Regions from separate parts of the Mus musculus genome. Here regions 1, 2 and 3 are each linked to region 4. Evidence: chromatin contacts called from public promoter capture Hi-C data. All regions are on one chromosome and are shown on one strand. Each heading gives the region's core, a stretch centred on a gene start, on an enhancer-like site or on the middle of the called end of the contact. The rest is flanking DNA. Distances are from core to core; before and after follow the strand shown.

The links. Promoter capture Hi-C pulls out the DNA fragments that hold promoters and counts their contacts.
Region 1: a promoter capture Hi-C map of liver shows a contact between it and region 4, with 2.8 times the contacts expected there. The contact joins the promoter of Btg2 here to the promoter of Sox13 in region 4. A contact is called at or near these places in 1 of 39 promoter capture datasets (liver) and 3 of 115 datasets of contacts at active chromatin or transcription factors (astrocytes, embryonic midbrain and pancreatic cancer cells).
Region 2: a contact with region 4 is called in a promoter capture Hi-C map of liver, with 2.1 times the contacts expected there. The contact joins the promoter of Cyb5r1 here to the promoter of Sox13 in region 4. A contact is called at or near these places in 1 of 39 promoter capture datasets (liver), 1 of 115 datasets of contacts at active chromatin or transcription factors (pancreatic cancer cells) and 1 of 9 other capture datasets (adipose tissue).
Region 3: a promoter capture Hi-C map of liver shows a contact between it and region 4, with 2.3 times the contacts expected there. The contact joins the promoter of Adora1 here to the promoter of Sox13 in region 4. A contact is called at or near these places in 5 of 39 promoter capture datasets (the 3T3-L1 cell line, fetal liver, hematopoietic stem and progenitor cells and 1 more).

Annotation. Positions count from the first base shown.
Region 1 is chr1:134,073,645-134,080,764 of GRCm38.p6, forward strand. Btg2 (BTG anti-proliferation factor 2) reads right to left here and starts at 5,511. Exons shown (of 2, transcript NM_007570.2): 1 at 5,268-5,511; 2 at 1,221-4,059. The coding sequence starts at 5,409. The coding sequence ends at 3,725.
Region 2 is chr1:134,400,548-134,407,327 of GRCm38.p6, forward strand. Cyb5r1 (cytochrome b5 reductase 1) reads left to right here and starts at 5,234. Exons shown (of 9, transcript NM_028057.3): 1 at 5,234-5,506; 2 at 5,766-5,915; 3 at 6,052-6,124; 4 at 6,499-6,605. The coding sequence starts at 5,492.
Region 3 is chr1:134,232,892-134,239,368 of GRCm38.p6, forward strand. It overlaps Adora1 (adenosine A1 receptor), which reads right to left and starts at 2,566. Exons shown (of 2, transcript NM_001008533.3): 1 at 1,124-2,566. The coding sequence starts at 1,464.
Region 4 is chr1:133,422,951-133,429,488 of GRCm38.p6, forward strand. Sox13 (SRY (sex determining region Y)-box 13) reads right to left here and starts at 1,262. Exons shown (of 14, transcript NM_011439.2): 1 at 926-1,262.

The DNA.
Region 1 (7,120 bases), core at 4,261-6,760, 650 kb after region 4:
TGGCCTCCAGACAACCTTTCCTGAATTTCCTTCAGCTGTCTACTAGATGATGAACTGTCCTTTCAGGAGTGTGGCCTTTCAGGAAACAAGAAGATAGATGCTAACTTTGAATGGAATAACATAACAGAACTCTGAGGAGGGCAAGCACTCATAGACCCCCACCCTGCCCTTGCATCCAGAGAGAGACAAATGAAAATGGCTCTGTTCTTGTGGCAACCCAATTCTATTCGTGACCCAGATGCCTTGACTTCCCAGCCTAGGCACAGAATACAGACAGATGCACACAGCTTCCCTGACCTAACTGTGACCAAGAACACCCAGGAGAAACTGCATATCTGTATGCAAAGTCATGGAGAATGAACAGAAATAAAGAGAGTTGAAAATTTCAGAGCAGCTCACTTCTAGCCAAGAAAAACATCCAGTGTGGGTCAAAATGAACCTGTAGCTTTAGTGGGGAGCTGAGTGCATAACAAAATTCTAAAGAAAAACCAAGTCGATCATGACAGATTATTATTCTTGCATAGACCCTCTCCACGTGGTCAAAGGTAGTTATAAATGAATAATAAGCCATGGGGTCTCACCCCATGTACACTCAGAAAGAGCTGCTCTCCAGCTAACTTGTGCCACTGGTGTTCTGCCATGTGTGGCCCCAGTGCACAGACCCTGAAGCCCAAATGATCCTGTCTAACAAGGCAAGAAGAATGGCAGTTGACAAATGGTGGCCGAGGTGACAAGAGCCTCTATTCTAGGAATGGCAGATCGTCTTGCCTCAACCTGTGAAAAGGGTCGTGATCCTTTGCTTACCACCAGGGGTCTGTGAAAAGCAGGGTGTGCTTTAACTACTTTTAATATTCATGGACAATATAGCCTAATCACTAGGTATCTGCATGGGGAATGGTTCCATGAGCCTTGTAGATGCTAAAATCTCCTTTATAAAATGGCTTAGCAGTTTTTACTTGAGTATTCTCCTCCCCTCCCCACCCACATACTTTAAATCCTAAGACGGTCTGCAGTGCCTAATACATGGGAAATAGTTGTTAAACTAGACTGTTTCCAGAACAGCAAGGAAAAGTCTGCCCATGCCCAGTAAAGACACTGCCACTGTAGACCAGTGCTGCTATGCATGAACGGGGCGTGAAACAAACCATGCTCAGACGCTGGCCTCACGGGTGACCTCTGGGACGCCAGGAGGAACATCAGGGTGTGCTTGTGTATAACTGCAGTCGCATCGAGTGCACTGGTGTGCTTAGTGTGTGCCAAACCCAAGTCTTGTGTCTTTGGAACTTTCTGGATGGTTTCTTTTCTTTATATAGTTTCCAGCCGTGGTGGCTTGCTTGCGCAGATGTGGACACAGCTGGCCAGCTCTTCAATGTGCTGAATGGCCAAGAGCAAAACTATGGAACTGGCTGCAGAGTGTGCAGATAACATATTGGTTTTTGGGCTTTTTTGTTTGTTTGTTTTTTAAGAGACCTGTGACAATATTCACAAGGACAGAAGTATGGAGCCGCCTCCCAAGGAGAGGGGATGCAATGGAAGCAACCTCGTCACAAACCTAGGGTATCTTTTATAACGTCTGCATGCTGCAGACGGAGCTCAGGACAACTGATGAAGTCCACGAAACACGAAGGGGTTTGTATCTAAGAGGGCCAGTCAGCGCTATGGAATTCCACCTTCTCTACACATTACACGATCTGCTACATTTTTATTAAAAACAAAAAAGAAAGTTTACATTTGTCCATAAAGCTGTACAGTCTTCCATATAAAAGCGCTATTATACAATTAGTAACCTTTGTCTTTTCTGTCAGAATAGCTTACAAACTTACCACTATTTCTTATTTTTACTTAATAAGAGAGACAGGCCTGCTCAACAGTCCAGCTCTAGGGTTTGTCATTTCTAAAGTGAACAAGGACAGTAAAGAATTGAAGATTTAAGCATGAGACCAGGAGGCAGCTTCTAAACGGCAGGCACCTGTGTGCGGACAAAACACAAGAACCATCTGGAACAATTCACAGCTTTGTTGTAGGCCACAGCTCTCAGGTCTGTGGGCCCAGAGTTAAGGTTAAAGCAAGAGAGACGAAGCCACCTGGGAAGGCTGTGCGAAGCTGGGGCCTGTCTGCCCGGGCAGGCAGAGAGTTTGGTAAATAGCACCTTTGAGCAGAAACTGAGGAGCTGAGAAATCTAGGACACAGGATGCCATGGCGGTGGAGAGAAACGGGGAAGGGAATCCTCACCAAGGGGTGACGGGCTAGCTCTAGCTCTGTCCTTCAGTTTGAGAGACTTGAGGCCTTCTAAGAAGCCCTCATCAGTGTCACTGAACCTGAAGGAAAGCCATTTCTTCCCAGTGTTTCCCAATTTTCTCCAACCCAGAACAGTAAATATTGCACACATCTACAAATAAATTTGGATTTTACTAAGAGAGAGAGAGAGGTAACCTCCCCCACAGGTGCTCTGAGCACCAAGGAGCTAAAGCTGTGCCCAAGGTTTGACTCTTCATGGCAGCCCTACAAGAATACCAGGTAGTCCTGCAGTGCACAGGTGCCCTCCCTGTGGCCCAGGAAGATCTCCGCAAGGCCCACCAGCCAGTCAGAACCCCTAGAAGAATGGGAAGAATGGGTCCCTAAAACCTACCAGGGCATCAGGAGGGGCTGGGAGGTCCGGTCTCAGAGCATCCTGGGACTATTGCACAGTGACTGAGAACGCTTGTCCTAGGAAATAGGGCCCTCCAGGACCCAACCGCAGGAAAGGGGAAAGAAAAAATGGGGAAGGTTGCTCTTGAAGAGAAGGCAGTAAGAAAGGACTTGGAGTTCCCTGGAGCTTTGAGCCACCTCTCAAAGGAATAGTGGTAGCAGCATTCAGACTGTCGTGTGGTTCCCAAAAGGAAGGACTGGGTCCAAAAGACCTACCCCCATTGGATACTCTTTGGGTCCCAAAATTCCATTGCAAATCATCCCTAAATTATTCACTATCCACCCATACAAAGCAGCACAGAGCAAAGCAAAGGTTTTGTGCAGGTCCTCTCCATCTTAGCCCCAAAGTCTTTGCGCGCCTGCCTTACATCCCACCCTCCAAAAAATGTTTAGACAGATTCCGGGCTGGGAAGCAAGCTCTTCAGGCCCCCAAGGGTAGACTCAGAAACGAGACACGGCTTCAAGAGACTGCTTAGAACAGAAGGGACAGGAGAGGCCTTTCAGTCTGCCCCTGATCTCAGCCGAAAAACAAAAGAGAAGATTAGGCAATGTAGTATTATTTAAGATCAGGCTTGAATGCCCCTGAGTAAGAGAGGGACCAGGCATACAGGCATCCCAGCTGGGACGGTAACCCAGAGCAGACCCTGACCCCTCTCATTCACAGTTGCTAACCTTGCTCCCTTCCACCACCTCCTGGGGGGATCAGCCAAGAATCCCCTTTTACCTTGGCTAGGCCAATCCCCAACCCATTCCCCTAGGCAAACACTGGCTCACAGATGCAATCAAGAACAGTTCTCTCCAAAGGCACCTGGGGAGGCCACTTCCAAGCAGCTCCCTTTAAAGAATTGTTTTTCTTTTTCTTTTTTTTTTAAAAAAAATCTTTTGGTTTTTTTCCTCTTTTCTTAAAAAAAAAAAAAAAAAACATGTATAAATAGCTCTTCATTTTAAAAATACAGTTCCCCAGGTTGAGGTATACGGTGGCCTGTTGTCAGGGCAGCATGAGAACAGTAGAGTGCCAGGGTCGGGTGGCTCCTATCTAGCTGGAGACGGCCATCACATAGTTCTTCGAGGGGCTGCTCCTGCCCAGCATCATCTGGTTCTTGCAGGTGAGGAGCCCATAGGAGGCAGCCACCGGGGCCTCCTCATACAGGACACAGATGGAGCCATCCTCCCCGATGCGGTAAGACACTTCATAGGGATCAACCCACAGGGTCAGCTCACTGGGCAGCAGCCGGTGCAGCTGGGGCTGGCTGAGTCCAATCTGGCTGGCCACCTTGCTGATGATGGGGTCCATCTTGTGGTTGATACGGATACAGCGATAGCCAGAACCTTTGGATGGTTTTTCTGGAAACCAGTGGTGTTTGTAATGATCTGTGGAAAAAAACAAGAGGAAGATGCGCCGTTAGAAAGCATTCTCTGATGTTTACCACAAGGGGAGGATGAGGGGAGAGGGCTGGGGAGGAGACTTCCTCTTCTCAGCGACAGTATTTAAGAGCCTCTCCTTAAACTCCCCCTGCCACTTAGAAAGATTCCTGGGTCCTTTCCAAGTTTTTGTACACTGGAAAGCAGCCCCAGAGCTTTCAGGTAGATGCTCTATGGTGGTCATGGATATTTTTGGCACAATCCTGTTTAAGGCAGGAAGGGCTAGCAAGAACCGGCAGGGCCTCTGACGACCAAGGCACTGAAATTTCAAAGCCGGTAGGTAAGCGGCCAATGTTGTTGGTTGCCCAACAAGTCACAAGGCCTCTCATCCCTTCCGCATCAGAAGAGTTTTGAGATCTTTAGCAAAGGTAAGGGGATAAAAAATGGTTTTGTTTTGATGAAACAGCTGTTGGTCCTCAGATCTGTGCCAACATGTTGAGAGATGGCTATCGCAGCCCAAGGCAACCAACCAGTTATAACAGCTGCGGACAGAGGCTAAAGGGTGGCTTATCACTCCTCCACCTCCGTCCCTCACACCCTGCCTCCATAACACACACACCCCCTCCCCGCCCTCGCAGTTGGCTAGGCTACCAGGCTCTTTTCTGTACTACAATAGGTGGCAGATGGTGAAGAGGGACCAAAAAAGAAAAAATACAAAGGGGGCCCAGATTACAACTTGCAGCGGGTAAACACGCGGCAGAATGGGCCTGTATGATGACAGGCTCAGGACTATACAGCAACAGTGGCTAGGACTCAAGAGTTGTCTAGAAAGTTCAATTGCGCATAAAAGTCGCACAGCTTGGCCTGGCTTCACATCCCCTGAGGGTCTGTTGTTCTCCAAGATTCGGAGATAAGGGTGAGCTCGGACTCTGAATACACACACACACTGACTTTTCTCATGGTGTTGTCAGGGTCTCAGAATGTACTCAAGGAAGAGGGTCGGAGCCTCGGGAGCGAGGCGGGGACTGGAGGGCTGGGAGACGGGGACTTAACCGAAGGGACAGAGGACCATCAGTGGCCTCAGAGATTAATTAGAGAAAGACATCTGAGACCCGGAGTTGTTCGCGTAGGGGTCCCCGTCACAGAACAGTGATAAAGACACCCCAGGCAAGAAGTGGCCGCGCCCGAGTGGTTCCAAGACCCCGACGTGTGCTCACCGGTCAGTGCGTCCTGGAGCGCCCTACTGAAAACCTTGAGTCTCTGCTCGCTCACGCAGCCCCGAGTCCTCAGGAGACTGGAGAGGAAACCCACGGCGGCGGCGATCTCCGGGAGCATGTCGGTTCTCTTCCCGTGGCTCATACCGGTGGCTGAGGAAGTAGCTGTATTAGAACGATGATGACGGTCTGGCCACCTCTCGGGCTCTGCCCGGACTTTCCCCGGGCTGCGCCTTTCATACCACTCGGGGAGGCGGGGAGCCGTCGGTGGCGCCCATTGGCCGACGCTGGCGGATGGGGGCGTGCCCCTCCGGTGTCTCGCCTCTCCCCTCCGCCTGCGCCCGCCCCTCTCCGCCCCGCCCGCCAGCTCGCCCGCGCCTCCCAGGCGCTGAGGTCATCGCTCACTGACGTCATTATTGGGAACAAGCACCGGACTCCCGTGCTGTGGGAGGCAGGCGGGAGAGGGCCTTGGACCTGGGCAGAGGAAGCGCGCTACACCGGGCATGCCCGGACGTCGTCTCTGCACAGCGCCAAAACCCAGGTTGCCTGCTGCCTCCTCCAGGATGCCCTCGCCGATGTTATTTCTCCCATGTCTCCTGACAGACACTGACAGAGCCGTTCACCCCCCTACCTGAACATCTCTGCCACTCATCCCCCCAGCTGATCAAAACGGGTTCCTCGTGTTTTCAGCAATGGGGATTGTATTCTTTTTGCTTCCATAATAATTCCACCTCCCCCAACAAATTCTGCTCTTCCTCTTCTGTAATTGCCTAAAAGTAATCAGCTCTCACTGTTTGGTGGGAGGAGTGTCGAGGAGAGTATTTTCTGTCCGTAGGGTTATTTTTCCAGCACTCACTTTCCTTTAAATGGCAGTGTCTGTGTGTGTGTGTGTGTGTGTGTGTGTGTGTGTGTGTGTGTGTGTGTGTGTGTGTGTGTTTAAGTAATCTGGTGTGAATTGTACAAAGTTTTCCATCAGTTCCCTGCCCCTCCCTCTTCCCTGATTGTTTTCCTTCCTTTTTGTGCACTGAGGCTTTTGTAAACACTAGCTCCCCAGAGGAAAGGCTTCAGGTCTGGCTTGTCTACACGCAGGGGCTCAGGGACTGGTGCCAGGAAGCTAGGCAGACTACTGAGTGGGGCAACTTGTCACCCACATCTCTGAGCCCTGCACAGGATGGGGCCTGAATTTAGCGCCATGGCTTGTGTAAAATCCTGTTTTCCCTGAGTTCTAAGCCAGGCTTCTCTCCCTGTATCCCTGGTCTGAGCCACCAGCTTCCCTACCTGGATCCTCTGTATCCACCCTACCCCATTTCCCTCTTCCCTTTTCTCTCCACTGTCTGTTTTGCTGCTTGTTTTTCTTCAGTGGACTTCCCATCAATACTTCTGTCCCTTTTCCCACATGCTCTATCCCTCCCTCTAAATGTCTAGTGCTCCCTCTAAAGCTACCTCCCTCCCTGTTCCCCCTTTCAGACAAAGCTACTGATCACTGTCCCTATAGCACCCAGACCCTCTTTTTGCTTCCTCAGACCTGGTCCCAAGACTGTTGGCTTCTTCATCCCTAAATAATCTCAGTGGGTTCCTTCCCCTCCCATGCCCAAAGCACCTTCCCGGAAAGAGTCTTTTTCTAAAGTGTCCATCTGCTTGCTCTTGCCTTGCTCAAACCATCTGAGACAACCCCTCCCCCCCTTGCCAGGTTGCCTGGACTCATTTGCCTGACCAGCAAGACATTTCATCATTTTCTACAAACGACCTACCTTTGTAGGTTCCTACCACTTTGTACTATAGGGTCCCTTTCGTCACTGTCAGAAGACAGTATCACGACAGCTCTGCCATCTGGGTCACAGAATTTCCCCCACTAT
Region 2 (6,780 bases), core at 3,984-6,483, 980 kb after region 4:
ACTTAGGTTCAGCAGTGAGGAGCTGGGTAATAGGCGGTAGGCCGTAGCTCTCCGAAGCTACATGAGGTGTGAGAAAAGAAAGGGTTTATTAAAAGGAATAGGCGGATTGCCCCAGTTAATAAAAGATGCATCATAAGGGAGGAAAATGTCCCAAAAAGCAGAGAGAAATATCTCTCTGGGCCTTATAGCAGGAGTACTCTGTTCCCTTTTGTGTCTTGTCTAATGTCCGGTGCACCAATCTGTTCTCGTGTTCAATTCATGTATGTTCGTGTCCAGTCTGTATGAATGAATGTTCTATGTTTTGTGTTGGATAATAAAGATGGTATAAAAAACTTTATCTGCAAAGCCGAGAGCTGCCACGTGTTTCATCCAGGAATCAGACACGTGGTGGGAGGGCCCCTGCTGGAAAAACTGTTCGTTTTAGGAAATAAGGTCTAGTGCACAGCCTCTAAGTTTCAGAGTAAAAAAGCTAATAAATGGTTCATGATTAATGTGTTTGACAATGGTAAAGTGTTTTTTATTTTTATGGTTGTAGCTACAAAAATTATTATTCTCTGATTGGTCTAAATGTAACTGCTTCATTTGGTTCTTTTTTATTGATAATGTGCTCTGAGTGTTTTCACAATCAGCTCATAAGTTGTTGGTTAAGATTAATAATTGTTACATTGCTACAGATGGTTAGTGTTAAATTTGATAACTCAAGTTTAGAGTCCTTCCGACACATGGCATAAGGCAGCCCAAGAGGCTGGGTCTCTAAAGATATTTCTAGTTTAGGTAATAATTAATGTGGTTCGTATCCTAAATAGTAAAATTTAAAATAAGATTTAAAGCAATGTCTCTTTATTAAAGCATTAAAGCTTGCTTTAATAGGTATTCATAGGTATTAATTGACATCCAAACTTCGTAATATGATAGTAATGCTTCTAATATTGATTTTAAAGATAATAAATTGTTTTAAACTTGGGTTTTGCTTTCCCAAGGTTACAGGTATTATCCTAACCTTGCACAAAAACTTAAAAATTATGGTTAAAACTGCTATTGTTCCATTGACTGCAGCTTGCAGTTTGACTTCAAATTTAAGATCTTTAATTCACCTGTATACTGTAATTAAGATAATTACAAGAGTAATCATCTTATGAGAGCGCTCATACAGCTCACTTCATACAAAACTGTGACAGAGTTATCTAGTTATGTTTGTCTTTGTAAATAGATTAGACAAACAGTTTGGTTATAGTTGCTGCCTGGCAGGAAACTGCAGTACGGGCAATTTTTTCACAACACTAAAGTTGTGAAGAACGTTTTAACTGTAAGTCATCTTAAGAAAGAGTATCAAAATTTGGAGGCGTAGACAGTTATATTGTTTCTCTAGAATCGGTCCTTATTACAAGAGGGCCAGGATGCTCAGATTAAAAAGTATTTTACGTTTGAGTCAATGCAGGGCTCTGGGCAGCCCCAGAGCAGCTTGTGGCCTTTCTTTTGTTTTGCAAACAGTGCCTGAGAAAGATTTTTCCCTGTGTTCAAGAGAAATTCTTTTTAACAGTGTTGCAGATCTATTCAGATGTTTAAAATAATGCTTAAATTCAAAGAGTTTTGCTTCTAGTGAACTGTAATCACTAGAAAATTTTGCCTCTAGGTATGGCTAATGTAACTTTACATTATGTAAGAAAAAATTTTATTGTTTCTGCTTCTATACAAGAAGCCAAGAGTTTTAATCTTTCAGTGTATATTGTTTCCTAAGTAAAAGGTATTTTATTAACTAATGCTTCTTAAAGTTTACCTTAAATCCTTGCTCTCACCCAAAAGATTCAGAGACAATATCCTTTTATTACTTAGGGTTTTAGTTTACTACAAAAGTTTCTACAAAAAATAAAGCTTTTATAATTGTTATTAATTGGTAATTAAAAATTGGTTGTGCCCAAAACAATTCTTTGGCCAAAAAGAAAACATTATTGTAAAGTCATTTTTCTCATCCTCCCAGCGGATCGTTGGCCCACGTGGGCCCAACTAGCTTCTGTGGGGCGGAGTCTTAAGACACAGTTTCCCCTGTTCCAGCACAGATGATCTAGTTGTGTGCTGTAGATGGTGTTTTAAAATGCTGAACAATCAAACCTTAATTTGTATATTAATAGTCAATGCCATATCTCTGAGCTCGCAATTGCTTAAATTGTTCATCCCTCAGATACTATTAATTCTCAAATTTACAATTGCTTATGCATATTTCTAGTTAATAAATAAATTATGCACATGTGACTCTTAATAACTTTGCAAGCCTTCTAGTTACAACTGCTCCTTAAGAAAATTGATTAAAAGTGCAATTAGTCACTGCCCCTTTACAGCCAAGTATTTAAAATGTTTTGTCAACTAGTTATTAATTCAAAAGTTTAGGTATTGTAAAATTTTAAAACTTTAACTTCTTAAAAGACAAAAAAGAGAGAAATTGTATCCCCGTGCATGCTATTTAGTGCATTCCCATGCACACTATTAAAGTCTTACCTTTATTTTCAAAATCTAATATTTTAATGTCAAAGAGTTTAATAAATGCTTTATAGTATCTTAAAGGGATCTACTTATTGGCTTATAGATTAATCCTAAAACAGCTACCTTATTAGAAAAGGGAAAAACAGGTTTTCTCCACAGAACGCTGCAGAAGCATATTAGTAAATTCGTGTGACGAGCTGGTAGGTAAGTTGACTCATGTCCTGATTAAATTGACTAAAAAACTAAATTAAATTCATGTTTTAGATCCATCCTTACTTGTCATTTTTCCAGTTTAGACTAGCTTCTAGCCTTTTAACTTTATGGCAATAGTACATCAGAGACTGTATATTCAGACTTAGTAAAATTAGTCATTTAATAGAGTCATAATGATTTTTCTCCTTTCTTCAGTGTGACCAGCCATTCTAACTCAATCTCAGACTGGTCTAATATTCAGTCCAATGTTAGAGATTCCTATATTCTAAATTACCTAGCAAAGTTAATTCAGAGCACATCCCCCACTTCCCCTAGATCCCTAACCTCAGAAGGATTGCTGGCCTTACAGCTAGTAGAAAAAGCTATTAAAGAGCAATTGTTCACTTAATACATTAGTAAAATGGAAGGACCCCCTGACTAATGAATAGAAGGGTCCAGATCCAGTTCTAATTTGGGGTAGGGACTCAGTTTGTGTTTTTTCACGAGATGAAGATGGAGCGCGGTGGCTGCCAGAGAGATTAATTCGTCAGATGAACACAGATTCTGACTCTTCTGGTAAGTATCATTCTAAAGACTAAAATTCCTTTTGTGCTTAAAATTCAGCTGAGAGCAACAGCTCTCAAAGGTGTTCTCCAGCTACTCTCTGAACCAGCTCCCGACAGGAGGCCGGAGACTAGCCTCAGCTTTACAATTTGCATTTGAATAAAGTACCTAGACTTCCCGGAAAGAAGTTCTGCTTTCCTACTTTCTCACTGTCTTTCAAGATTTTGTCTTTCAAGCAGGTAAATCAACATTCCCGAGGCGGACCAGTGGATGTGCATCCCCGCCCCCCTAGAGCACACAGGTGGCAGCTGTTACCCCCAGTCTCAGGACATTTCCAGCATGTGGCTTTCAGTCTGAGTTAAAAATTTAGGTTTACCTAGAGGGCTAGAAGAGTAGATTTTTCTATATTAATAAAGATTGGTTTTTATTTTGATAGACAGGCTTAGCCCCTTAGCTGACCTCTGGCTTTTCACCCTTGCTGTTACTGCAAGGTGTCCTTAGCTCAATAGGCTGTGGAAAAAACAGGGATGAGGAGGAACGACTTCCAGCTCCTATTTTACCCACAAATCGTGGTGTTATTAACGACATAATTCTTGCTTAGGCTTTGCTAATTCTGAGGTTGATAATTCTCCTTTAGGAGCTGCACAGCACTCAGAACTGTGCATACTGGTTTGTGATTGTACAAATTCAGTATGGGCACCGCTTGGTGCAGAGATACTTACTGCAAGGGAAGGTCCGGCTTGACCATTTCTGAGTTTCCTGTGAGATAAACCCGGTTTGAAAGAGGTTGGTACCAAATTTTGGTTAAAAATAAAAAATATTCTCCGGCTCTACCTCGCCTCCCCAAAAGGTACCAAGAGCCACATGTGTGGGTTTTACCCACGGGAGGAATCGGGTCCATGTCCACCCAAGCCAAGGTTAAAAGCCCACTCATCTACGGATGAGAAAATCATTTGATCACCTCAGTTAAGCGTTGCCTTATTTAACTTAATTAATAGGGGGGAGAGAGATTGGAGACGTACTATTGAAAGGGCAAGCCCTTCACTGCCTCCCACCCAAATAAAAAGGCCAATTGGCCTTGTACTACAAGAGCCGGTCACTCCTTCTCCCTGTTTCCCACCTATCATCCAAAAAAGCGGAGAAATATCAACTTAGTGTTATTATAGTGTATTTCACATTTGTTCAGTCAAACTTAGCCAAAGTTCCAACGCCCTACTTAAAATTCAACTAGAAAGTTACCTACCAAGTACTAATTAGCATTATAAAGTCAGAGCCTACAGCTCCAGGCTTTTCAGTTAGTTGTTCACTAAGATAAGAAAGGACAGTCTTAAGCCAGATACAGTTTACCATAAGAAAGGTTATAGAATCCCAGTGAAGCAAGTTTTTTTTTAGCCCTAGATTCCAGGCAGAACTATTGAGCATAGATAATTTTCCCCCCTCAGGCCAGCTTTTTCTTTTTTTTTTAATTTTGTTAATAAAAGGGAGGAGATGTAGTCTCCCCTCCCCCAGCCTGAAACCTGCTTGCTCGGGGTGGAGCTTCCTGCTCATTCGTTCTACCACGCCCACTGCTGGAACCTGAGGAGCCACACACGTGCACCTTTCTACTGGACCCGAGATTATTCGGCGGGAATCGGGTCCCCTCCCCCTTCCTTCATAACTAGTGTCGCAACAATAAAATTTGAGCCTTGATCAGAGTAACTGTCTTGGCTACATTCTTTTCTCTCGCCACCTAGCCCCTCTTCTCTTCCAGGTTTCCAAAATGCCTTTCCAGGCTAGAACCCAGGTTGTGGTCTGCTGGCCGGACACAACAGCTAGGCATTTCAATTGTCTGGCAAAGTAGCCTGTTTGGGGAAGAAAAAAAAAAAAAAAACAAGAACTTTCATCTGAAAGCTTCCTGTTCTATTTTAAGCCTGTGCGTGGCTCAACATTCCACTCTCCGTGAGACTCTCAGACCGGCGAGATTTCTCATCATGCTAATTAGCCTGGCTCCATGTCAGACAAAACTGTCATCCTTTGGGGTAGGTCTAAGTTGCAGAGAGAAGAAAGCTCTCAAAAGGAGGGCCTGAGACGGCCAAGATACCCACGCCCTTGGACCACCTACTCCGCACGGAAGAGGGGGGGGCATAGTCCCCGCTAGTCCTGCCTCAGTCAGGCCCTCCTCCATAGACCACGCCCCGGAGAGCTCCGCCTCCGGGCCCGCCCCGCGGCGCATTGTGGGATCTTTCCGCCCCACCGGAGCGGGACGCACCTCTAGGTCATGGGGATCCAGCCGGTAAGACCCTCGTTCTGTGCCCTGAGCCCGGGGTCACCGCCTCAGCTGGTTCTGGGCAGTCTGCCCCGCGGGGCTGTGCCATACCCACCTTGGATGCTGGAGTCTCGCTGCACGAGCTGCGGGCTGAGTTCACTGCTCCGCTTGCTTCTGAGGTTTTGGCATGCTTTCTCGCTGGAGCTCAGGATCGCTACTCCTGGTCCTCCACCCACACCCTGGCACTTCCTCAGCGTGGCGATCACGCTTCCTCCTCTATCCACAGAGCCCGGTCTTGCTAGCCTCTCTGGGGGTGGGGCTGCTTACTCTGCTCGGCCTGGCTCTGGGTACCTACTTGGTTCGAAGATCCCGCCGGCCGCAGGTTACTCTCCAGGACCCGGATGAGAAGTACCTGCTGCGATTGCTAGACAAGACGGTAAGTTGTGAAGAAGTGGGCTAGGGCAGAGAGTGGATACTTAGTTTGAGGGATAGCATCGAGAGTGGTTGGATTGCTCCAAAAGACTTGGCAGGCCAGACCTGCCTGATGAAACATCTTGTCATCTATCCTCTAGACAGTGAGCCACAACACCAGGAGGTTCCGCTTTGCCTTGCCCACCGCCCACCACATTCTGGGGCTGCCTGTGGGTAAGAAAAAAGGGAGTGGGCTTCTCTACTTGGCATCGTATGAGGGCGAGTCACTTCTTAGGTGGTTTTCCTGCTAAGAAAAACCATTGCCCTTCTGTCAATCCTTCAGCCCATGAGGGACCACTCTTTTAGGGTGTGGCTTCTGTGCCCCTACGCATCTCTAACCTCCAGGCTTCTCTCTTTCCTTAGGACTTATTATAACCCGCCTCCTATCCCAGAAAACACTAATTTTCCATTATGCAAATCCTCTGCTTACCTGCTGCTGCTAAGGCCCTGGCAGTAGGGAGTTTCAAAGGTGGGAGGAGGCAGGAGATACTGCGGAGGGGTCCTCTCAGTGGGACTGCAGCTTATGTGTCTCTCTCCATGGTTCCCAGGTAAGCACGTCTACCTCTCTGCCCGAATTGATGGCAGTCTGGTCATCAGGCCTTACACCCCTGTCACCAGTGATGAAGACCAAGGCTATGTAGATCTTGTCATCAAGGTAAGTATATAGAAAGGAAATCTCCGAGCTGGGGGGATGGCTGGGTTGTTGAGTAAAGCACTTGCCATCCAAGCCTCAGTTTGGACTCATGTAAAAGTTGAAATCTCAGCATGTCTCTACTGGAAAATGGGAAATGGGTATCTGAGAATTATTAGAAACTCAGAGTTTGGGGGGA
Region 3 (6,477 bases), core at 1,316-3,815, 810 kb after region 4:
GCCTCCCACACTGGACACAGGGAGCGAGGGAGCGTGTGACACGAAAAGAGGCTGGGAAAAGTGAAACGTGCTTAAACGTGACCAAAGGGAGGACTACCGGTGCCCAGGCCTGCCCAGGCACACTGCCAAGGGAGGCCAGAGGCCCCAGGTTCCAGATAGGGGAAGGAGGAAGCTGCATAAAACAGCAGGTGCTGAAGATGGCTAAAGCTCACCCTTAGAGAACCTACTGGTGACAAGAATTCAAAGAAGGGGGAAACACACTCAAAAGAGTGTCCCAGCAGAGCCAGTTCCTGGCAGGGTGCCCAGGCACTTGCTGGCATTTGGTGACCCAGGCAGTGCCTGGTGCCAAGATTATGGCTTGGTAGGCCTGGGCAGGGATCCTCAAGGGAGATGGACCCCCCACTATGAGGGGTGTCACCATTAGGCTTCCCACCCTGAGCTGCCTAGAAACAGCAAAAGCATCTCCGCAGGCAACAGCCAGAACAGGAAGGGCAACACCAGCCTGCTCCCTGCCTCAGGGGAGGCTGGGCAGAGGCAACTAGCCCTCTGGGCTCAGCAGGACAGCGCGGAGGGTGGAGTTGGCTGGTACAGAAACATTTGCCGAACAAGTGAGCTAAACAGTGCCTTCTGGAAGCCAGCTTGGTCTGGTCCGAGAAGCAGCAGCACCCTGGGTCCTGGTGTGCCACCCTCTGCATGTCCTCATCTCTCTCCTGAAGCTTTTCTCTCCTCCTTTCCCAGTCCGGTGGAACCCAGATCATTCACAAGCCTATACTGGCTGTCCCTTGTCTTGCCAGCCCTTCCAAATGTTCCAGTCCCACTCCAGGCCCGACCTCACCTGCTCCCTCAGACTCTCTGGTTGCAGAGGCTCCAGGTCCCTGCACTGAGGTCATGGGCACTGTCAGGATGGTAATTCTCTGACACCCAGCCCCTCCTGTTTCTCTCACTGCAGCTCTGCTGAACATCCCCATACAGAGCCCAGGAAGGCACTTTGGGCTGGGATCCAAATGCCCGGAGAATACCTGGCTGACTAGGAGGCTTATGTGTGCTGACTTTCATCTTCTCTTGCTCATCCCCAAGCCCCACACAGGGTTGCACAGAGTACCTTGGGCTGCTATGAACTCACCGGAGAGGGATCTTGACTCGGAGGTACCGATCCACAGCAATAGCAAGCAGAGCCAGGATGGAGCTCTGGGTGAGGATGAGGACAGGACAGGCCACCATGAGGCAGGTGTGGAAGTAGGTCTGTGGCCCAATGTTGATAAGGATGGCCAGTGGGATGACCAGGGCGCCAACAGCCACATCAGCTACCGCCAGGGATACGATGAAGCAGAAGGTAGCATCGCGAAGTGCCTGGTTCACCTTCACAGCCCAAATCACCAGTACATTTCCGGGCACAGAGACCAAGGCAATGAGCACCTCGATGCCAATGTAGGCAGCCTGGAAGGCCGAGATGTACGGCGGCATGGTGGGCAGGAGCTGGGCACATCAGCAGACAGGCGCCCTGGGGCGCGAGGCCAGCACCTGTGGTCAGGAAGCCTGCGGTGGGGATGCCAGCCTGGGAAGGAGGGGGACATAGGCAGCCCTGCGAAGATGTGCCCCAGTAAAGTGATGCAGTGCCTGCCCAAGCTGGCCAGACACTCAGGCTCACTATCTGCTTAACCTCTGTCCCCTCCCCTTGTCCTTAGAGGTTCCATTCAGCAACTTAAAATAGCAGCACTCACTCCACCACTGGTTTTTGTATCAGGTGTGAGGTGGCTCCCTGTACACTTACTCCACAAGGATCCCCTGTGAATCCACAGTGCCCACAGGTGTCCGCCGACCCGGAGGCAAGGAGCTCACCATCCTGCCTGCCAACCGGTAGGGGGTCCCAAAGGCGTTGCCCTAAGTTCCCCGGGCGGCTTTCCGGAGCCGCGCCGGGCAGGGTTGGGTTCTGGGCACCGCGCGCGCATCGGCTCATCGTTCTCCAGGCTCCCGCCGCTGCGCTCCCAGCCCGGCCTTTCAAGCAATCACATGGTGTGGCAGAGGCTCAGCCCCGGACGCCTTTAAAGAGGTAGTGCCCCTGTTTCGTACCTGGGACTGGATGGCAGGCGTGATTCTGAGGGACTAAGCCCAGGACCTGGCGGGTCCACCGGCTCCCATTCCCCGCGTGCGCGCACGCCTACCCTGTGCCCACCCACCTGGGACGCCGCTGGTGCCCGATTCTTAACAGAAGCCTGGTCCAGCTCCAGCTCTGCCCAGAATCCTTACCCATCGACTGCCCCAAGGGGGACACCCCAGTCATTTCATCCACCCCTTTCCTGCACACTCATGATGCACGAACTGAGCCACAGACTTACCCAAGGTCACACCAAAGCTGGCAGAGCGCCTGGCCACCTGAACTGTCTAGCCAAGTATCCCCAGACCTCAAAACCTTGGGCAGTCGCTCCCTCAGAGGATGCCAGGGGAACCCAGGGCTAGCCAGTTATGTCCAAGGGGTGGTAGCCAGCCGAGACTCCACTCTGGCGCCGGCGCCTTCGTCGCCCCCGGCGCGGGAGCTGAGTGACAATCGGGCTCCGCACACCGGGAGGGGGAGGGGGCGGGGGCGGGGGCGGCGGCGGCACCCGCGGGCCCCTCCCTCGTCGCCCTCCGTCTCCTCCCCTACCCCCTCCTCTAAACAAAGGAAGTGATTCAGTGTGAGAAAAGCTGGGAAAACGTGAGCGTCTCGAATGGTGTGATGTATGGATCCGGCCTCGGGACAGGGACAGTACCGAGGTGCCGATTCCCGTGTTCCCTCTTTCCCTTACTCCCTCCCTCCCTTCTCAATGCAGCAGGCGGACAGCCCAAGCCCTAATCACCTGCGGGACTCAAGAGGGCCCCTCTCTGGTCTCCCACCGCCACCAACCATTGGCATCTGGGCGCCTCCCCTAATCTTAAAACCTACTCTCTTCAGGAAAGCAGTCCCAGCACTGTCAGGAGCGCACAGGCTTCCCGCACACACGTTACTTTGCAGGCAGTCTCCTGAGTCATAGCCCTTTCTCATCCATCGCTCAGAGTGCTTTTCAGGCTCTTCGTAATTTCCATTTTGCAGATGAGGATGCTGAGGCTCAGAGAAATGACCCCCACTGTCAGTGTTACACTACTATGCTCCTTCCCCTCCCCCTCCTCCTCCTTCTCCTTCTCCTTTCTGCCCCAGCACCTAAGACTACACAGTATCTAGTCCAATCCCTTGTGCTCCAGAAAAAGATTCAGGCTGGGAAATGAAAGGAACTTGCCAAAGACTAACACACTGAAGCACCAGCACAGTGCCCTTCCCACAGTGCCCTCCCCACCTCGCCCTCCCCCACAGTGTCCCTGGCCCTCACTTCATCACTGGCTCACGCACAGCCCCAAGCCTTCCCTCTCAGTGCCTTATAGAGAGATCCCACCCTGAGAAATCCTGTTTGTTGGTCAAGGGTCTGCACTGTACAGTAGCTGGGTGAGTCAGGCTAGGGGAAACCCTACAACCTGCTGCCCCCTTGCTGGATCCCAGCTGAGGAGAAGGGCTCTGCCCACAGGAGGGAGAGCAACTTCTGCTGGGGTGTGCTGCAGGAGCACAGGAAGGAGCAGTTTCCTCTGGAACCTGGGTGGCTGGGAGGAAGGGTGGGAGCTATTCGGTTTTCTCCAGAGAAAGAAGCCCAATGAGGGGAGGACACTTCCAGGAGACCCAGGGCTTCACTTCCACTTCCACCCTCAGACAACAGGGGACTGTGAGTTTGATGACAAAAGATCAGCTCATCCATGACAGGCATCCTTCCTGCCTACCTCCCATTCCTCCCTACTCCTAAGAGCAAGCTGCCATCCTGCCCCTGCCCATACCATGCGACATGAGGCTGAGATCTGCATGGCATCTGTGCCTCTTGGCTCTTTCTTTCCTTGACTCAGGGCCTTTAAGGCATAAAGCCTTTCACATAATTAATTTTAATTTTTTAAGACAAAGACTTGCTATGTAGCTCAGGTTGGCCTCGAACTCAGTCATTTTAGCTGTCTCATTCCAATACTGGAATGATAGACACAATCCAGCACGGTGTTAGGCAAAGTGAGTTTTTCGTTGGTTGGTTGGTTGGTTGGTTGGCTTGGTGCTGAGGAATGGAACTCAGGACTCTTGTGTGCTAGCCTTGCATTCTGCAGCTGAATTATATCTGTGATCCTCTTTTAAGTCTTGATTTGCTTCTTGTCAGCCCTATGGCAAGTTCACCATGGGGCCAGCCAGTGGCCTCAGGGAGAGGAGGACACTGTGGGAGGACCAAGGCTGAGCAGGAAGACCCAAGGGACTGGATGGACCCTGTGCCAAACGTGATTGCTGTTTTTCACACATGCCCCGACCCCTGACTAGATGAACCTCCTACCATGGCCATTTGACTCCCTACACACAGCACACGCACACGAATTTCGCTGCCTCCAGCAGAGTCCTAGTCTGATGGCAGCTCCATCAGGAATGATACCTAGAAGGTATGGGATCCGCACAGGCTGGTTGAAGGAGAGTTTGATACAGAGTGCTTATAAAAGGACAAGCAAGAGGCCAACAAGGTAGAGGTTGGGTGAATGAGTTTATTGCTGAGCCGGACAACCTGAGATCAATCCTCAAGTTCCACAATATGGAAGAGGAGAACTGTCTGTCAAGGGCTGTCTGTCTCCTGACCTCCATATGTGCACTGTGGCACTCCCACACACATAGACACATGCACTAAATAAATAAAATGTAATAGACTTAAAAAAAAAAAAAAAAGCAGGCAGTGCCAGGCCAATGGGGAGAAGGGGAGGAAAGGAGAGTCCAAAGTTCAAAATGCTGAAATCTGCCCCGTGCTGATAGTGGAGCTATGTTGGGACCAAATCCCACAGGTACCAGGCTTGAGCGCTCTTAAAGGTACCCAAAAGAAAAGCTTTTTACTAAGCATGTGACTCTGAGGCAAAATGATGTCACAGGAAATGAAAAGACCCCAAGGCCTGCTCTCTGCACAATTTCCTCTCAGCCTTGTCTTTTGCCTTCCAAGACCCCTGTCTCTGATTTCTCTGCTGGTACCCTTAGTTCTCCACAGTGGGCCTGAGGAATGTGGAAGAGAGGACAGAGGTGGAAACACACTGGGGTAGCCCTGTTCAGCAGTCCTGAGCCTTCACCTTTCCAGAGGCCTCCACATTGTCCCCAAACTCCCCAGGAGCCTGCCCACCCCTTTGAGCCCCAATGAGGAGAGAATGGCTGGGTGTCAAGGTTTGGGTCCATTCCTAGAGAACAGAAGAGGTCTTAAGATTCTCCTCTGAAGCTAGGCATGACAGTACATGCCTGTTTTCTCAGCTCTAAGAAGGCATAGGCAGGAGGTTCAGGAGTTCAAGACCAGCCTGGGTTATACCTTGAGTTTCCGGCCAGCCTGAGCTACATAATGAGACCCTGCCTCAACCAAACTAAAAACCTCGTCTGAGCCTGGGGGTTTAGTCCAATAGATAGTAAAGTGCTGGCTTAGAATGCAGGCAGTCCTCCGTTCCATTCCTTGTGCCAGAAAGGAAGGGAGGGAGGGAGGGAGGGAGGGAGGGAGGGAGGGAGGGAGGGAGGGGGAGAGAGAGAGAGAGAGAGAGAGAGAGAGAGAGAGAGAGAGAGAGAGAAAGAGAGAAAGAGAGAAAGAAAGAAAGAAAGAAAGAAAGAAAGAAAGAAAGAAAGAAAGAAAGAAAGAAAGAAAGAAAGAAAGAAAGAAAGAAAACAAGCCCTTTTTCTTCCAGCAGGCAGTTTATTCTGGTTCCTATGTCATGGTTATTCTGGGCACTGCAAGCACAAGGAGACCTGAATAAGAACCGGAAGTCAGGACAGAAAGGCTGCAGGTTAGCAGGGGAATGTACCACCCCCTCCAGTTCTGTCCATCCCAGCGTGACTTCCTGGAAGCTCCGTTCTTTTCCTATCCCACACTGCTCTGCCTTTGAAGACCAGAAATGTAGGTCTCTTCCTTTTTCTCTCCCCTTTCCAGCTCCTTCTCCCAGGTCTGAAAGTCTGCAAAGGGGACACCCCAAGTCTATGGGAGCCTGTGTCTGTGTGGGATGGGAACATGGGCACAGGATATGTGGGCCATTTAGTTCTGCTCACTCTGGATGGCACCAACTGTTTCTAAATCCTGGAGGAAGGAACTGAGGTTTCTTTTTAACCACATTGTCATCTTCCATTCACCTCATTCTACTCAGCGACAATTAAGAAGCAAGCCCCTTCTGGGTATCCGAGGGCAAGCCGAGATAAGAAGGCAGGGAGCCCCAGGAAAAGCTCACAGTCACAGACATGAGCACAAATGACCCCATATGCAGTGCTCTCTGGGAGGACGAGGATGTGCTGCTGACCTCTGACCTCCGTGTTTCCCACATCCAGCTGAGCTTCAGCAAGGCTGGAACAGCCAAGGCTGTGGAGGGAAAGGAGGCCACACCCTCTTGTGTGGGGATCTAGAAACACTAAGGACACCTAAGGACTTGGCAGAAGAGCCTCAGGTT
Region 4 (6,538 bases), core at 12-2,511:
GACCCCCGGCCTCGCCAAGGACTCTGGGACAGCTCCCACTCTCCGTGCCTTTCCCCCCCCAGCTTCAAGTAATGAGGCACCTCCTGCCAGGACATGTAGGTTGGTTGCGGGGAGATCCCGCGGGCGACCCTAGAGCTCCTGGGGAATCTGAGCAGCCGCAGCTGGCGCGTGCAAACACACGCACGCACACACACACACACTCGCGTGAGTGTGTGTTTACGTACCGAACGTGGGATGGGAAAACAATGGCGAACCGCTGGGACTACGCGACCACCCCCCACCCCCATCCCATCAGTCCTGTGATCAATTTATTTCTACAGTGAAAGGGGCTGAAAGGCGCTTCTCCGACACTCCACCGTGGGACGCAGGGGTGGCAAGGGGCAGGCTGGAGTGAAGAGCAGCAAGGGCTGAAAAAATGGGAGGCGGCGCCCGGCTGGTCCGCGGGGAATGAACCGGAGCCGTGGGAAGGGCGCGCGCTGAACCCCGGCTGCCCAATGCACCCCGGGACCGGAGCTCCGCGTTGCGGGTACCCGAGCCCCACGTGGGGCTCGCACGGGGACATCTAAGCTCAGGCTGGGAGTGCTTAAACTGGGAGCGTTGGTCAGGCTGGGGCGAAAGACCTAAGGCCGGCGGGTCGCAAAGGGCGGGCGGGTAGAGGACCCCCGAAGCCCGGCTCGCGTGGCGCGCGCACGCCACCCCCAACGGCCTGTAGCCACTGCCCTCCAAAAGGACGCGGGATCAGCGCGGCGCCACCGGCCGGCGTTGTGAGGGGTCTGGTAGGATCGGCTCCGCCTGGCAAAAACTTTGCCCAAGATGGAAAGTCGCGCGGCAGAGAGCCAGCGTGTCCCTAGGAACGCGGGGGCGCGCGTGTCAAACTTCGCGAGGCTGGGGTGATGGGGCGCGCGGCGCGAAGGGGCGCACTTACTAATCGGTCGGGCGCGGGCCCGGGGTCGCAACTCCGCGCTCCGGCTTCTGCTCAGTGCGTCCCGGCAGCCAGCAGCCTGGCCTTCCCGCTCACATGCCCCGGCAACGCGGCGGGCAGCGGGCCGGGGCGGCGCGGCCGGGCGGAGGCACGCCCCCCGCCGTGGGCTGGAAGCGCTCAGGACCCGCGGCCCGCCGGGCTCCGCTGGCCACGGTCGCCGAGCTGAGGACGGGTCGGGCGGCGCCCTCCTCCGAGCCAGGCCGCTCGGCACTCTGCCCTCTGCCCCCGGCTGGCCGCCGCCGTGTTCCCTTCCGCAGTCCGGCTCCCGGACTCGCGGCCGCTGCGCCCGCCAGGCCGGCGGGCAGTGCGCTCTGCTCCTCCGCGCAGCTCCGAGCCCGCTGGGTCCAAAGCCAGGGCCTCCGAAGCTGAGCGCGCCGCCTCGGCCTTCGACCTCCGCCGGCCGCTCCGGAGCTCGGCTTCCAGGAGCCGCGCTCGTACACTTCAGTTCCCAGGCGGGACTGGAGCAGGGCGCTCGCCGCTCGCTTCTGCGAAAGCCACTCCGACAGCCTCCGAGGAGAAAGAGGGAGGGAGGGAGGGAGGGCGCGAGCGGGCGGGGGAGGAGGGAGGGTGTGGAGATGGAGGAGGGAGGGACAGAGCTTCCTCCTCCTCCTCCTCCTCCTCCTCCTCCTCCTCCTCCTCCTCCTCCTCCTCCTCCTCCTCCTCCTCCTCCTCCTCCTCCCAGCAGCTGGTCCAGCCAGGCCTCAACAGCTGGAGACCTGTGCTGGGAAGGGGACAGCAGAGGTTCTCCAGAGTGAGACCTGTGGAGATGTAGTGACCCACTGGATAGAGAAAATAGGGGGAGGAAGGTGAATTCTGCCTAGTCCCCTCGACCCAGGTTTGAGAGTTACTATGGGGAATTTTCATTCCTTTTAACAAGTCCAGTTCACAGCCTCCTCCAGAGACCCGAGATTGAACTTTATTTTTCTCACTGGTAAATCAGACTGGCCTCGAACTCACAGAAACCTGCTTGGCTCTGCCTCCAGGGTGCTAGGATTAAAGGCATGCTCCTTGAGAACTGCCCTTGGAGCTGGGAGTGGCTCATGCCTATAATACCTGGGAAGCTGAGGCAGGAGGATCTCAATTTGAAACCAACCTGAGGGCAAGGAGAGACCTGCTTTGATGCGATCAGATCTCTGACAGCTTCCTAATGTCTAGCCACTCCCTAGCCCTGTCCTTTTTAGAATTTCTCCAACAAGTCCTTCCTTTCTTCCTGCCCCGTTTAGGAGGAAGGTTTGTTTGAAGAAGGGTTTCTCCTCATTCGGCCCATCTATTAAATGTCTACACCAAACCTGACCCAAGCAGATGCCAGGGATCACCAAGATGAATGACACAGTGGCAGCCCTTTCTGGATTCCCATGTTGTGAAGACTCTAATTCTACAAAGTGCTAGAGCCATAGGGTCTACCAAGGATGCTAAGCTATGGGGACTTGGATCAGAGTCTCCTTAGAAAGGCCACAGTTTGAAGTACGTCTTGAAGACCTGTGGGAGCAGGGCTGGTTGAAGGAACGCCCATTGTGGGACTGTATGACCCTCTCCCTCTCGAGTGGTGGCCAAGCAGGAAGCTTCCACAGGATGCATGCATTTCATCAGTCCCTGCTTCCCTGCCTGGGTGACAACTCTTCCATAGTCTTCTGTCTTTTGGGTCTCTGTCTGGTACCAGCTTCTCAGGCAATCTTTGAGGATCAAATCATGGCCAGGAGCTCCATCCATGGGCTCTGAGAACCCCACAGGTCATTTGCCTGTCTACACTGTGACATTGAGATGGTAAACTCTTTGGGACAGGGAGGGATGTGCCTCTTGTTCATGGTTAGATCCTATGTGTCTAGATGGGACTTGGCAAAGAGGAGGCCCATAATACATTCGTGTTTATCAGTTAGCTCTTTACAAAGAAAGGGGTTCTAAGCAGGGCTCTGGTGCAATCAGTGTAGCTGAGGTACAGAGGTTGGCCAATGAGGAGCTTCAGAAGGAAGGATGAAGACCTGAGCCAAGGTAGGGCTAGAGTGTGGGAAAGCAGATGGGAAAGGCCAATGGTAACTGTTGAGGGTATGGTTTTAGGGAGACTGGGTGGGATCATTTCAGAAGCCAGGAAAGAATTATCCAAGGGCCACCTTCTTTCTCTCCTCCCAGACAGCATGTCTGTGCACCCATATCTTGTGGTTTCCCTCTGGCCCCTGGTCAGCTTCAGTGGTGCACTTCTCTGTGGGCCCCTCCCTGTCCCTGCCATTAGCTACAGCAGATGGAGACAGACAAGAATGGAGTTTGAACTGGGTGTGCAGTTACTCTCCTTTAACCCCAGCCTCAGGAAGCAGAGGCAGGTAGATCTCTATGAGTTTGGAAGTAGCCTGATCTACATAGTGAGACACTGTCATCATCATCATCAACAATAATAACAGCATAATAAGTTAAGACAAAATAAAAACCTTGGCATCTCTAAAAACAACAACAGGGAGCCTAGAAGTGCATGCTCCTGTCTCCATCACTCACCGCCTGGCAGTTCATTTCTAACACAGCCCTCCCAGTCACTGCCACCAAATTAAGCTATGAAGTGTCTGCTGCTGACATGGCACTGTTTTCCCATAAAATGTCTGGTGCCACCTTACTGACTTTGTGGCACCAGTATCCTTGGCATCATTTTAGATGTGGGGGGTGGGCAGCTAGAGACAGTAAGTGGAGGGAGGAAACTAATGAAGGATGCTAGGTCTTTCTTATGACCACACCATCAAATGTATACCTCTAATATCAAATGCATACCTTGTAATACTCATTCTGCACCCCCACACTCCAGAATATTCTCCAGCCTTGCAGCATGTTCTTTCTCAGCCTCCCTTGTTTATGTCTTCCCTAAGCACCATCTCGAGGGGCCTGTTCTTCTGAGGTGTTCTCCCATGCCCCACTTTCCTGCCTGTCTACCTTCTATCCTAAGATGAAAAAAAAATATTTTGAGACAAGGGCTCATATAGCCCAGGTTATCCCCAAACTCTATAGGCCGAACTTGAATTTCTGGAACTCCTGCTTCTGCCTCCCAAGTGCTGAGATTAGAAGAGGATCACAACATGGGAAGGTTTGTGCGGGGCTGGGGATGGAAACTAGGTTCCTCCTGCATGCTATTGCAGCACTCTACCAACTGAGCCACACCTCCAGCCCCCCAAGACAAAATTTTATCTGTTTTCAAAATGTTGAGTACTGTTATTGGGTCCAAACTCAAACACCAGGTCAATCCACGTGACAAAAATGAATTGAAATCAAGCCACTACTGACTCGGGGAGCTGAACTGTGACCCTGAGCCACAATGCTTCAGAGCTTTTTAAGCCTGAAAACCCACAAACATCTGAGCAGAGTTACAGTTACGTTTTTCAACCAATGAGGATTTAGGGATGGAGTTTTCTTTATGTGATTGGTCTGTGTCAACCAATGCAGAATGTAGGTTTTACAGTTCAACCAATTAAGTCTGTTTGTTCTTTTGTAGTTAGGAGCAGTCATTATGTTTGGGGGAGTAAAAGATGAATAATGGAAAGTGGTCAGCTATTAGAAAGTCCTCAGCTTTCCTAGGGCCTGGGAACTTTAACTTAGTTTCACTGTATGATTAAAATGGAGTCTAAAAACAAAATGGCAGTGCTTAGGACAAGTTCCTTTCACTCATTCCCGACATTACAATGTATCAATGACTCACCTAACCTCTCCACACCACCTGTGATTAAACGGTTTAGAAGCTTTTGTGTGCTAGGCAAGCAAAAGTTGCCCTTACTTAACTATATTCCTTTTTTGTATTTGTTTTTAATTTTGAGACAAAGTCACACTAAGTTACCCAGGCTGGCCTTGAATGCATGACTCTTTTCCCTCATAATCAGAGTAACTAGGATTACTAACTCCTCCTAGGACAATCTCTCTCTCTCTCTCTCTCTCTCTCTCTCTCTCACACACACACACACACACACACACACACACACACACACACACCACGGGGAAGAGAGAGAGAGAGAGAGAGAGAGAGAGAGACTGACTCTACCACCACCACAGACCTATTATATTTGGGTTATCTAGAATCACAGAAGTTATGGAATGCCTCTATATATTAAAGGAAATTATTGGAATGACTTACAGGCTTCAGTCCAACTAACACAACAATGGTCAGCTGTGAATGGGAAGTCCAAGAATCTAGTACTTGCTCAGTCCCACAAGTCTACGTGTTTCAGCTGGTCTTCTGTAAAAGCTGGAATCCTGAAGAAGTAGGTTCCAACAGATGTGCTGGCAGTAAGTGCAAGCAGGCAAAGAAAAATGAACCCTTCATTTTTTAAAATTGTTCTTATGTAGGCTCCCAGCAGAAGATATGGCCCATAAAAAGTGTGTACCACCACACTTGGATTTGGAACTTGATATCCCAGGCTGGCCTTGAACTCAAATCTGTTTGCCTCTGTCTCCTGGGATTAAAGGTGTATATTACATTACCTGAGCCTAAGCTTTTCATAGCCACTATGCCTCATGATCTGGATCAAAAGTATGTGTCATTCCATGTCAAGATCTGGATCACATGTATGCCCTCCATTTCTGAATTATAGTTCATTCTAGATGTAGTAAAGTTGACAATAGCCACCACACCAACTAATGGTACCACAGCCCACCCAGTGTGATTCAAGGCAAATACCTAACCACCATCCTGCCTTCTTCCTGTCTTCCCATCTCACAGATTTAGTGAGTGGCATTGTTCTTCCTCCAAAAACCTATCCCAGCCCATCCATTTCTCTGTTATCACCTTCCCATCCTAGCAGGGATAAACCAGCAGTCTCCCTGCTTCTGCGGCCACCTGCTTACCTCCACTTGACTTTGATATTTGTCCCAGAAGATAACACTCAAACTGGTAAGTAACTTCATTATTTGCTTCGGTAAGTTTTTGAAAATAATTGACCTGAAAATTGACTGTATAAAATGTCACCTTTTTCAATAATTGTTTTACTATGAAAACTGACTTAATCTCCCCTTCTCACGCCTTCTATTCCTTCCTTCTTTCTTTCCTTCTTCCTTCCTTCCTTTCTTCCTTTCTTTCTTTCTTTCTTTCTCTCTCTCTCTCTCTCTCTCTCTCTCTCTCTCTCTCTCTCTCTCTCCTTATTTCTTTATTTTTGAGAGAGGATATTTCTATGGACTCCTGGAGTTTGCTATATAGACCAGGCTGGCCTCAAACTTACAGAGATCTTCCTGCCTCCACCTCCTGAATGACGGGATCAAAGGTGTATACCACTATTACCAGCTCTCTTTGTGTCTTTTAATCCTATCCAGTTATGTCTCAATGTATGTTTAATCTCAACCAGAGGGCCATATGGGAAGATGACTAAATGACTGACTTCAAACCCTAGACATTTATTCTTACCAGAGCTTCCCCAAACTTCATCTTTTATAGATCAGACTCCTTGTCATCATCTGATATAACTGAAAGTTTTATCATCCTCCCCCTAACCCTAACCCTAACCTGAAATAACGGCTCTAAGACTGAATCATTATGAATAATTGCCTAGACCAAACAATAATTGTTCTCTGCCTAGCTCATAACTTAATTACCCATTT